Regions from separate parts of the Zea mays genome. Here region 1 is linked to region 2. Evidence: chromatin contacts called from public Hi-C data. All regions are on one chromosome and are shown on one strand. Each heading gives the region's core, a stretch centred on a gene start, on an enhancer-like site or on the middle of the called end of the contact. The rest is flanking DNA. Distances are from core to core; before and after follow the strand shown.

Region 1 (6,320 bases), core at 2,914-5,413, 470 kb before region 2:
GTAATCTGACGCCATTAAATTTTAAGGGTAGGTGCATTGTTTTCACTCTATTGTATAGGTTCTATGAGTGCTAGAGCAGGTAATAGGTTCTATGTGTGCTAGAGCAGGTAATGGAGCAAGAGGTTCACAGTGTCGACGAGGTGTATGCCGTGACTAAGGCCTGGGCGCCAAATAATGGCATTCTGATCAGTGGGTGCCAGACTAACCAAACAACAGCCGATGCAACTACACCACAGGGTGTCTCCTTCGGTGCTCTAAGCAATGCTATCCAGATCATTCTTGCAAATGAGCACGAGAAGGTGACGAATGCTATCCAGACCATTCCTGCCGACGCGAGCACGAGGCACACGAGCTGTGCTGTGTCATGCATGGCAAGCGAAACAAGTGCATGATGATGAAGAATGATCACCTGTTGCCGAGGAGAGCGTGGAGCTGGATGATGGTCTGCTCCTCCTGTAGCGTGAACTTGCCCCGCTTGATGTCCGGCCGCAGGTAGTTGGTCCACCGGAGTCGGCAGCTCTTGCCACACCGCCGCAGACCTGCAGAGAGACGGACACGCGACAGCATGCATGCATAGATGATGAGCATTCTGCTGGATGGCAAATCTATACTACTCCTATTAAGTACCTAAAGAAGGCGTCCACATGCCCCCACCCCCGCCCCCGCGTGCCATCGCTCGACCCCTCACAGCGCCCCTCGCCTGCGCACGGTCGCACGTTACCCGCTGCTCAACCCTCGCCCCGCCTCCTGAGCCCCAAGATCGCGTCGATCCACCATTCCCATGCCCTAAGATCACGCCGATCCGCCATTCTCGTGCCCTCGCTGCCCCACACCCCCCCACCCCCGCCCCTGCCCCCGTCCTCAGCGCTTCTTCCCCACTGAATCGCAACTGCCGCTTCCCCACTGAATCGCAACTGCCGGCGAGGATCGACGCCACCATGTCACGGATCCTTCGTCCCCTTCACCAGGGCGAGCCGGCGGCGGTGGCGGAATGGCGTCGAGCGCCCAGCCCACGCACGCCCCCCTCCAAATGCGGATCTGCGACCCCCGACCCTCCACCTTGGTGTGCCGGTCACAGCTCCGTGGAGGCAGCTTGCTCGCACCTCCCACGTCGCCGCTGCCTTCAGCACGCCGCCCAGCCCACGCCTGCCCGCCTTCGAATCCGAGTCTGCCGCCCCAGCCCTCCACCTTGGTGTGCTGGTCGCGTCTCCGTGAAGGTGGATTGCTCGATGTGGTGCTAGAATCCAGCTACATCGGGTGAGACGAGGCAAACCCAAGCGAGTATTATCATAGGTGCTTTAAAAACTACTTTTGTCTTTTGATAGGTTATAAAATCAATAGACAGGAAAATACCTAGGTGCTTTGTTTCATAATGATAAGAGATATCAATATTACAACAGCTGAGCAATTGTTAATTTGGAAGACCTTGTTGAAGACACCAGCATCAATTGTTCTGATTATCTACTATTTTCTTTGTGTATGGCGTAACAAGGCAGGTCACATTCTCGAAGCACCGTCGTGGCGTCTTCAAGAAGGCCACGATCTCTTCGTGCTGTGTTGTGGGATGCCGATCTTGTTGAAGACACCAGCATCAATTGTTCTGATTATCTACTATTTTCTTTGTGTATGGCGTAACAAGGCAGGTCACATTCTCGAAGCACTGTCGTGGCGTCTTCAAGAAGGCCACGATCTCTTCGTGCTGTGTTGTGGGATGCCGATGACACACTCATTTCTTTGTTTCTTGCAAGATATGCTTAATGTTCCATTAAAAACAAACATGTTCAAAGTTCAAGTGAGTATTATCCTCTTCGTTGCGGTGGAGTGAGAAGACGACACTGTGGCCTGTGGGCCTTCTCGGTTCCGTCTCTCCTATGGCTTCCAGGCCTACACCTCCTCGGTCCTCTTCCTCCAGCAGCTCAAGGTACTGCCTAGAACCCTTGTTGCTACTCTTCTTCATCCTTTAGCCGTCACTATTTGTTTTGTCTTCCCCCCTTCACGCACGTTATTGATACCTATGTAACTCCTTTCACTTTGAATTTTATCTTTTTGTTGGTGTTGAATATATTATTGTTCCTTCATATAGTTTGTGTTCTTTGATAATGTGATATGTAATGTTTGGTGTTGATCGACTTGACATGATTAAGGGAATATCACAAAAGAATCCGGCATTTGAAAAGTTTCATGAGGAAAACCCAGACTGGAACGACCAAGTTGTCCTTCTGCAAATTGTTGTGCCAACAAGAACTGACGTCCCTGAGTGTATGTGCTCCTATGTTCATGAACTACATATAATCTCATAAATTTAACTGCAATTCTTCCTTTTCCTTTTGCTCCTATTCGTGCAGCTGCATTATTTAGTAAAAGACAAAGGAAGAGTTCGCTCTGCTAAGAAATATTTCCAGGAAGGTGCTAGACACTGAATAAGTTGGTGGCATTTTTCATGAAAAAATTGTTGACTTATTATTAGCCATTTGTCTACACAGGTCATAATCAAATGGGTTTACATGGAGGAGATCTCAACAGAGCTCTTCAATCTCAAAGTTAATGTCGTTTGTAAACCCCTTCTAGTGTTACCTCACAAATATCACTAAAGTCTTAGGGTGATTAGTTTCACGTCTTCTGCTTGAATGGTTCCTAACTGATGCACAAATAACTTAATGGCCAACCTCTGTCTATGTTGGGTCTGCAATAGATAAATCCTTACATGTTAGGTTGATTGGAAAGCTTTAGCGAGGAATTGATGATCAAGATACATAGGATCTTCAAGCTTTAGTTTCCTTTATTTGCTAAATTTGGTTTGTTGATCTGTCAAAATCTTGTGTCAATGTTTTCATTTCTTCTTGCAACTAGGAATGCATACCCTCTGTCATGAGAAGAGTTGCTTCAATTTGCATACGCCTATTGCATTCATCTTGCAGCTTGAAATGGACATGAGACTGTTTTATCCAACCCAAACATGTCTTACTCCATTGGCAACAGCCATTTTTGTTATGATCTGTAACTGCAGGCGATAAGAATGCTGGGTGTTTGTGTGCGGGCAATAAGAAGGCTGGGGGATTGGTTCCACTCCGCATGCAACGACACGGGACGCGGGTAACATTGGAAGACCAGCAGAACATCAACCGCTTCGGTTGCCTCAGCACCCGCCTCCACGAATTCCAGGAAAAGATCAAGCTTGCGAAGGTGGATTCCTTGACATTTTGAGTTCACCATTTCGCAGCCTTTGAGCAGATTTATATTGTGTTGCTTTATCAGTAGACGTGATTTTGTGTTTAGTTCAAAAATGTTCATATAGTTTACAAACTTTTCAATCAGTAAAATCGGTGCCTCCTTAAGACCACTTGGGTTATGGCTCGTTGTCAAGATGAAGGCACCAGTAGTCTTTGATCCCTTTTGTTCATGTGTTTATGGACTCAGGAACGCCTTCAGGAAGGGCAATGGCGTGTCCAACTCCATTGGCATCCTCCTGCTCTTCATCTACCCTGTCTGGACCGGGGTGCTGCAAATCCTGTAGGCGCGGTTGCCTCCGTGTTCTCTGCTGTCCAGGCATCCAGCTCCGTTGCCGTTCGTCTCTTGTGCAAATGTTTCTTCTATGGTGAATTGGTGATCGTGGTTCTGTGCTATCGGGGTTGGATGCGTAATGTATGCTTGAGGTAATCAGTTGGACCCGTTGCTATGGTGGTGGACAATTTTGTTATCTCATTTGTTGTAGTTCGATGTCTACATTTGGTTTGTTCGAGTACATAAACACCAATAAAATCATTCGAGTACATAAACGCCGCCAATAAAATCAATAGTGGTGGCTTGATGTAGATCGAGATGTTATTTTATCAGGCGTGTAAACCCTTGTCGCTTCTGTTAAGTTGTCGCAAGTTTGAGGATGGATGTTTATAACAACTACTGTATATCATTTGATGCTATTTCTGAATATGATGTCGCAAGTTTGTGGTCCGGCATCCGCGCACGGCGCGCACTGTTGTCCTCTACACCTGGCTTCCAGTTCCAGCCGTCCGTTGATTTTGAATTTTAGTGAAAATTGTACACCAGAATATATTCCCTGTACTGACGATATGTTTCCGTTGCAACGCACGGGCATCCACCTAGTATATATATATACACACACCTCCTCTGCTTCTTTCCGTCATACATCATCCACATTCCACACACTTGCATAGTTGCATTATATGCAAGCAGGCATGCACCACGCACCAGGGCAGCGTGCAAGCAATTACCAGCAGACACATCACACAGAAGCTAGAGCACATCACGGGCGGGCGCCGGCGATGTCGTCGTCAACACCGAGAGAGCGAGGCGGCGGGAGGCAGTTCCCGGTGGGGCGGCGCCGGTACGCCCCGGTGGCCGACGCGGGGTGCGGCGGGTGCCGCCCGACGACGTCGAGGCTGCTCCGCCTGCCGTCCTTCCTCAAGCCCTGCAGCCAGCTGTTGGGTGGGGGTGGTAATAGCAAAGCTGCCGCGACGACGACGACAAGGAGGAGGAGTGGTGGCGGCGCCGCCGCCGTCGGTGAGCATTACTCCTGCGCCTCCACCTCTACCACGGCTTCCTTCTCCTCGTACTCCTCCTCGTCGTCGGCCGCCACGCGCAGCACGGGCGGCTACGCGGCGTCGTCGGCGGCCTACTCCTCCTCCGACTGCTGCTACTACTACCACTGCCACCCGTCGCGCGTCGTCGTGTACGGAGCTGGACCCACCGCCCCCATGCAACAGTACCAAGACCCAGCGTCGTCGTCGCTCCACAAGCAGCAGCAGCAGGAGCAGGCGTCACCAGCTCGCGCGGCGCCGTCGGCAGTCGGCCATAATAATAAGAAGAAGAAGATGAGGAGGAGGGCGGCGGAGGACGGCGTGGGCGTGGGCGTGGCGGTGGAGAAGGAGTCGTCGGACCCGCGCGCGGACTTCCGCGACAGCATGGTGCAGATGGTGCTGGAGACGGGGCTGTGCGACTGGGACGGCCTCCGCGGCATGCTCCGCCGCCTGCTCGCCCTCAACGCGCCGCGCCACCACGCCGCCATCCTCACCGCCTTCGCCGAGGTCTGCGCGCAGCTCGCCGCCGCTCCTCCTCCTCCTGCGCCGTCGTGCCAGTACCGGCGCTGCTGATGGCACATGGCAGCGTCCACCCACCACCCTACCCCGCTCGTGCCGTCTGCTAGCTGTAACGGACGGACGGACCTGATGGCGACAACAGGGCTATGCGCTTACAAAGTGCAGATTTTTAACTGTGGTTATTAGTCAGGAGATTAAGCTAAATCAAGGACAGATAATAAAGTGGCGTGGCAGCAGCGTTATTAGGCTACCACCATGCATGCATGTTCTTGAGATCCCAGGTAGTAGTAGTTGCCCCGATCTTTTGGTTTGTTATTTTCAGTCGATCTCGCAGTTAGAATTGTGTGTGTGAGGTTGTGCAGTGCAGTGCAGTGCACTTGTGCTTGCTTGTGCTGTGTGTATACTATGGGACGACATGGCCTTTCCAAAAGCATGAAGAGGCCACCCATGTGTATCATCCATAATCTGTACACGTATGCATGTTGTGACTTGTTGAATTGTACGTACGCTTGTGTTTATGTAGTATGTTTGCGTTAAAAGTTGGTGTGTATGTATGATTAGTGAATGAGAACTAACTCCACTCTTCTACGCAAGGTATACAACACACACACATGGCGTAGTGTGGTGTCCGGCTCACGAACCGAGACCAAGGCGTAGCTAGGATTTTTTCATAAGGTATGCCATAATAAAGTTTTTATAAATAGTTTAGTATAATCTATAATGATAGGATGTACTCGCGTAACCCTATGATGCTGCTATTTTTTTTTCTATTGGTGATACTGTTGCATGTTACTTAAAGCCCAAACCTGCACCACTGCGAGAGCTGAACTGGACATGCGCTGCATTTTTTGCTGAATTTGGTGGGCTGGTGGCTTGGTGGGCCGGCCTATAGAGTATGTCATGGCCCACCCGGACCACCCATCAGCTACGCCAAACCCATGTGTCACATGTCAAAGACAAGGAGGCGCACGGCGGCGCAGACTTGACAAGTCAAGGCACGGGCACACGACGACGACGACGTCCAGCCATACATGATCTTTGATACCTCAATTTAGTTGCGCGTTTAGTGTGTTAGAAATGCCATTGTTCATCTTCATCTAGCTAGAATAATAATCAGTTCTCGATCAAGAAAACCCAATTCATCTTCATAGCTCTGGCAATCAGCTCTGCTCCTTGTTTGTTGTGCGGGAAGCAAACTGAACTCAATTAGGTGCTGTTTGGTTGGTTATAGTTAGTTAGTTAGTTAGTGATTTGGTCGCGTCT
Region 2 (6,547 bases), core at 3,982-6,481:
CGAGACAAGGGGTCACACACTCTCTAATACTCTATTTATTCAGCAGTCACCGTCACATTAGGGTGGGTTTTGCTGAGATTATTCTGTCATCAAACAGTTTCATTGTCATCGGCTTGTGAGACCCCATCTCGCAATCAACACGATTTGGTTGCATTCTTCCTATTCTTGCTGGTGTTCTTGATTGCGCTTGCAGGGATAAGCCTTCATGGCGAGGTCACTCGTGTGTCATGGGTGATAACCAACAGAGCAGTGGTGCAGTGATTGCGAGGAGCCGTTCGTTCGGAGCCTTGGATCATCAACTTCGAGATCTCCACCCAATCAAGTTATTGTACCTCACGGAAGATCGTGCCTCATCCTCTATTGGTAGGCATGATCAGTTTTGTGGTGGAGCGAATCCTAGCCATCTATTGGAAATGTCTACGAAGATGTCTTCACTGAAGCTAGCTTCTGAAGTGGCAATAGATGAAAAGCTTTGAGGGCACAGAAAATTTTGGTAGTAAGTGGTTGAGTGCAGTAAATGTGGTCTCCTCTCACCCGCTCTACCGCTTTTATACTGCGGAACAGGCGCGAAGAGGCGTGGGTTGTGAAAAAAGTTTGTGTGCTTCAGTTTATATCTGTCTGTTCAATCGCTAGTCCAGCTCTTTTTACTCAACCGTTCTACCTCCTCCATAACGAACTTCGAGAAGGTGTTTTTCGGACCTTCGGCATAAGGCCTCCCAATTTTATTTTTTTGCGATCTAAGCTCATTACGAAGAAACAAACTCATTCCGCAAGTGGCTATTGTTGGGGGCCTACTCTGTCGAAGGTCCTCATAAAGCTTTTACTTCGGCGTGAACAAATGTGTTTCAGGTACACGGATAACGGTGGACGAAGCTAGCCTTCGACCGAAGCGCTACCTAGAATAGCCAAAGCAATGTGGAGAGAAGCTTCATCTAGTACATACGGACGACAAGGAAGAAACTCAAACCTGCAAGCTTCGGCACGAAGAAGCTTTCGGGTGCAAAGTGACGAAGCAGTCAAGTCTGAGACTTGTGCAGCAAGAAATAAAAAGAAAAGACAACTCTATACATGTATCGTATGTAAATCGTGTATGTAAACTTTATGGGCATGTTTGAATTTCCCACAAAGCTTTTCATCTTCCCTATAAATAGGTGAACAGTACCCTACATAAATTCACCTTTTGAAGAGCTCAAGCCTCATCTCACTTAGCCTTCGAAGTACCATCGAGCTATCTTGTGACAAGAAACCGAAGGTATGTTTGCAAATCCCTGTAATATGATTGAAGATGGAATGGATTATGCTAAGACATATAAGATGAGTTCCACATTTTGTTATTCATTATTACTTCATTTGATATTGTTTCATTCGCGTCTTTTAAAAGACCTTCGTCCTCGAGTTAACGCTTCAAAGAAGTGATAACTAGAGGACGAAGGTCCAGACTTCTTAACTTGTGTTGCCTTATTTTTATGTCATTTGGCAATCGAAAATAAGTATTCAACATGCATTAAGAGCATCCTTAGAATATAGTAATGCGAAGGACTAGAATATGTGACCAACCCGATTCACCATGTTCAACTCACTGTGTACAACTCGGTCCACCACCCACAACTCAGACCCGAGCCAAATCTTAAGGACCTCGCATCAGGATAATGATCAACAAATATATTGACATATTTAAGCAAAGATGTTGTAACTGAGATGCTCGATGTAAAAGGGATTGATAGATCAGGGTGGGTTTCGATAAATATTTTGGCTTATCATTATTGTAACCAACTCTCTTCTTAGATTATAAAGGAGGGATCGAGCGTCCGACAAACGACAGATTGGCAAAGAAATAGCCACCAATCATTAAATGTAAGGTATTATCTCACAGGAATGTCTGAACCAGTATAAATCTCTCGTGCCTTTGTGTCTTTACTTTCTTCTCTAGATCACGTGGAGTATCCACATAAAAATTCACTACCGAGAAATCCTCGATAGTTACCAACCGTAAAGTTGTAGATAACGCCAAGGTCTACAATTTTATTATAAAACCCCTCATTGGACTTTACATGAAAAATTATGAATATTTTTTTACACAACTACTTCTTTAATTGGCCTCTTACTAATGTGCCCTAGAAATGAATCCTTCCATTGCCCACCTAATTAATAGTCAACTTTAGAGAAGAACATCTCGACAATTATGCCTTTTTAATTAATCAATAGTCATGTGTCTTCAGACAACCGCCTCTATATATAATTAATTGATGGAAACGAAGGACACATGTCTTTATAAATATTGAACGGAGGCTGGAGTTTGTCTAAGACTGGCCTTATCCTTACGGAGGCGGCTTCTAAAAAATCTATATCAGAAAAAAAAAAGTAGGGAAATAAGTTGGCAGATCATCGGCATGGATATTATTTATTGGAGTCGGTTGTGCAGATTCAAATCAAGTTGAACTTAGCACTTTTAAGTGCATGAGGGATTTAGATGTCAACTGCACTGTTTGTGTCGACTTTAAGTACAAAACTAAGGATCCTAAATTCCTAATATGTATTTGATTCCAGTGATCAATACAAACTGAGTTCATTGATGCTTTTCCCTCTTCAGGGCTATGTAATACAAGCCTGGCTATTATTACCTTTGTATGTGATTAATGAGCAAGGAGGTAGAACAATTAGTGAGGGTTTGGGACGGTCACACTCTTATGTTGTCTTTTAGAAGACACGTTTCAGAGAATTACATAGATATGAGCTAGGGGCTAGATAGCTTGATTGAAGGTATCTTAATAATGAGTATGATCAGATTATGTGGACCTTTTCTTTTCTGATGGTGTATGTGCTATGCAGAGTCCTTGTATGCAATAAATAACTGTGGGGGAGTTTAGTTTTCCCTGTTTATGGCAGTTAGGTTAGGTCTGGAAACCTAAAAATACCACCAAGAGTTCACTTCTTTTCATATGGTTACTGTCTAACCATGGATTGCTTACCAGGGATAACGACCTTGCCAAGACGAGGGAGCTAGGTTAATGGCCGTCGTCCTTCCCGTGCTGTTCTGTGCTGAAAATGAGTCCGTTTCACGCACTTGTTCTTTGGTTGTTGTATCTCCAGAAATGTTTCGAGCTTGATCTCAAACATTTTGGGTTAGAGTTGGAGTACTTGCTCCTCGTTTCCTACCGTGGAACTCACGAGCGGGCCAGAAAGCTGGACATCTGATGCATGGTGGGACATTCTGCCTGGCTACAGCCAGGGCCGTGTCAGACTTTCAGCCCAACCCACGGAAGGAAAACGAGTAGTAGTCCAATACGAGTCGATGATGAGGATGATTAGACCGAGAGGAACTACACGAAGTAAAATAAAAGGCTCGCAGATATCCATAACTTTAAAGAACATACATGTAAATGATTGTACTACACAAAGAAACATTTTTTCGAGATTTTTCAGCTCTCTCTATCTGCACAGGCTTACGAGCAGTATCTTGAGCTAAATGAGGCATAGGGGCAAATCACTGTGACCAATGCAAAGAACATTTGGAAATTTATTTGGGGTTCAGAGATTTTCTCTACAAAGAAGACTTACAGGCATCTTATGGGACATATTCAAGTTCACCACATTTTCAAATCGCTTTGGAAAAATAAATGTCAACCAAAGCATAAAGTTTTTTATTGGTTGTGGCTGAAAAACAGACTGAACATAAGGAATATGCTGAGGAGGAAAAACATGACACTTGAGTCATACACGTGCGAAAACTGTATCTGGCAAAAAGAGGAAACACTATACCATCTCTTCCTCATATGCAACTTTGCTAAGGCCTGCTGGAATTCAATTGGTTTGACGCTATTGGGGACTTGTTCTCAAATACTATGAATCAATAACAAGGCAACACAAAATGTTAAATATCAACGCCCTTCGTCCTTCGAAACATTATTTCCCTTAGGATATAATGATCTTCAGACGAAAGTCATGAAGGACATACCTTCGAACATCGAAAGTATGAAGGTAATAGAAGGAAGTGTGTAAAATACAAAAAGATAACATAAACAGTCATATAGCATTATCAACTCATCTTCATTATATTATCATGAGAAAATAAAAACAATATTAAATTACACTTTGTACCTTCGGCTTGAAAGACAACAAAGGTACGAACGTGATGCAAAAGCAAATGTCAAGTCAGCGTGAACAGTACGGGAGCACTGTTCATCTATTTATAGGCACGGGACGCAGCCCATGTAAAATTACACCCATGCCCTTTACATGTACTAATGACTCTAGTGATCCATCGAGGTCTAAATAGCCTTTTCCCTTTTAAGTCGGTTTCCTTTTCTGCTGTCATGCCGAAGCTCCCTTGCGCGTAGCTTCGGCGCTGCATCAACCTTCGTGTTCTTTGTGCTTCTTCCACTGTGGTTCTGATTCGAATTCGAAGATACCTGTTCATATATTACAACTCCAGAAACATTGTTAAATCATGTTTTTGAGAACCTTCGGAAGACGAATGCCCCCAACAGACGCCTCCTAGAATTGCTAATCCCGAGGAGGCTTCGGCAAATCTCAAACAACAACTCAATGTTCCCTTCTCTATGGAGATAGTTATCCTCATGACTTGGAGCATTTGGATGTGACGAAATGCATGGTTATTTCAGAACAAAGATCCAACGGTACAGCAATGTAAACATGAATTAATAAAAGAATTACTCCTGGTCATCCATAGAGCTCGGGTAAGATTCGATTCCTCCATTCCTGACTGGCTTCAGCAATGGCAGTCATAACTAACCATTCCCTTGTGTAATATGACTATCTGTATGCTCTAAACTGTAATTTTCTAGTTTTAATAAATTTTTCAGTAGGGTTCCCCCCCTCCTGTTCTCTAAAAAAAAGAAACATTTTTTTAAGAAAACAAAATAAAATATACACCATGTATATGAATGTATCTAATAAATGACATGTGTATACATATATACCGCATGATTATAAATTATTTTGTTTATAAAATAATTACAACTCTATAATTATCCGTTGCATGTGTACTACCATATCCGTTTACTAGATCCGCCCCTGCCCACATCATCGGCAGTTAGTTTAGTTAGTTCCAACTTTTAAGCACGTCGGTTGCTATATACTAGTACGTACTGTATTTTCGATCTTCTCTTAACAGAAAGATCAGTCCATTCTCTAGCTCGTAATAGGATATCAGATCGATAGTAGCCTCTCTCATTCACCAGGAGTCACTCTCGATTAATCTGCAACGTCGATGGTCATGGAGAGAGTCGTCATCGCTGCCGTCTTCCTTCTCCTCTTCTCATGCCAACCATCTGAAGCGGGCCGGGTCGTCGTCCGGCGGCCGCCGCCGACGCTGGCGAGGCGGCAGCGGCACTACACCTCACCGCGCGCGGGCGGCGACGGTGGTGGAGGCGTGTCCGTGCCGCCGGCGGTGCAGTACGAGACGCGGTGGTACACGCAGCGGCTGGACCACTTCAACTCCGCGCCGGCGAGCTACGCGACGTTCCAGCAGCGGTACCTGGTCAACGACACCTTCTGGGGCGGCCCGACCGCGCCCATCTTCCTGTACGCCGGCAACGAGGGCGACGTGGACCTCTTCACCAACAACACGGGGTTCATGTGGGAGTCGGCGCCCCGGTTCCGCGCCTTGCTCGTCTTCGTGGAGCACCGCTACTACGGCGAGTCCATGCCGTTCGGGGGCACCAGGGCGGCCGCGTTCCGGGACGCCCGCACCAAGGGCTACCTCACCGTCACGCAGGCGCTCGCCGACTACGCGTCGTTCGTGCTCAGCCTCAAGGCCAACCTCAGCGCGCCGGCGGCCCCCGTCGTCGTCTTCGGCGGCTCCTACGGCGGCATGCTGGCCGCGTGGATGCGCCTCAAGTACCCGCACATCGTCATGGGCGCCGTCGCGTCGTCCGCGCCCATCCTCAGCTTCTACGGCATCGTCGACCCCTACGCCTTCTACGACCGCATCACCGACGACTTCAAGGTATATATGAAATTATCTGCATGCATGCATGGTTTGGGTTCGATTCTTTTTTCTTGGTTGCCACCAGAGCGAGAGCAAGCACTGCTACGACGTGCTCCGGAAGTCGTGGGACGTCCTCGACGATGCGCTCGCCACCAAAGAAGGCCAGGCACAGCTGAGACGTACATTCACCATGTGCAAGTGAGTTCTTCCACTACTGGATCCCGGATTCCCGGTCAAGTCGATGGCATTATTATTATTATTATATATATATATATATATATACGCTGATACGCACATGCATGCATGCGCCATGCAGTGGAAGTAGCGTGCAGGACATCCCGTCTCTGCTGGAGAGCGCGGTGGTGTACGCGGCCATGACGGACTACCCGACGCCGTCGGGGTTCCTGACGCCGCTGCCGGCGTACCCAGTCCGCGCCATGTGCCGCGCCATAGACGCCAGCCGGGCGGAGTCGGCGGAGGCGAGCTCCGGCGCCGCCAACGACGGCAACAGCAACAGCACCGCCCAGCTGACGCTGTCCCAGGTCCGGGACGCCATGGACGTGTACTACAACCACACGGGCGCGGCGGCGTGCTTCC

The links. Hi-C and Micro-C count contacts between places; a contact is called where the count stands out from the background.
Region 1: a contact with region 2 is called in a Hi-C map of tassel, with 2.6 times the contacts expected there. The contact joins the promoter of LOC100285077 here to the promoter of LOC103655810 in region 2. A contact is called at or near these places in 2 of 25 Hi-C or Micro-C datasets (ear and tassel).

Annotation. Positions count from the first base shown.
Region 1 is chr4:196,462,221-196,468,540 of Zm-B73-REFERENCE-NAM-5.0, reverse strand. It overlaps LOC100285077, which reads left to right and starts at 4,163. Exons shown (of 1, transcript NM_001165759.1): 1 at 4,163-5,578. The coding sequence starts at 4,185. The coding sequence ends at 5,111.
Region 2 is chr4:195,989,455-195,996,001 of Zm-B73-REFERENCE-NAM-5.0, reverse strand. It overlaps LOC103655810 (lysosomal Pro-X carboxypeptidase), which reads left to right and starts at 5,231. Exons shown (of 7, transcript XM_020552289.1): 1 at 5,231-5,968; 2 at 6,036-6,148; 3 at 6,267-6,423; 4 at 6,478-6,547. The coding sequence starts at 5,231.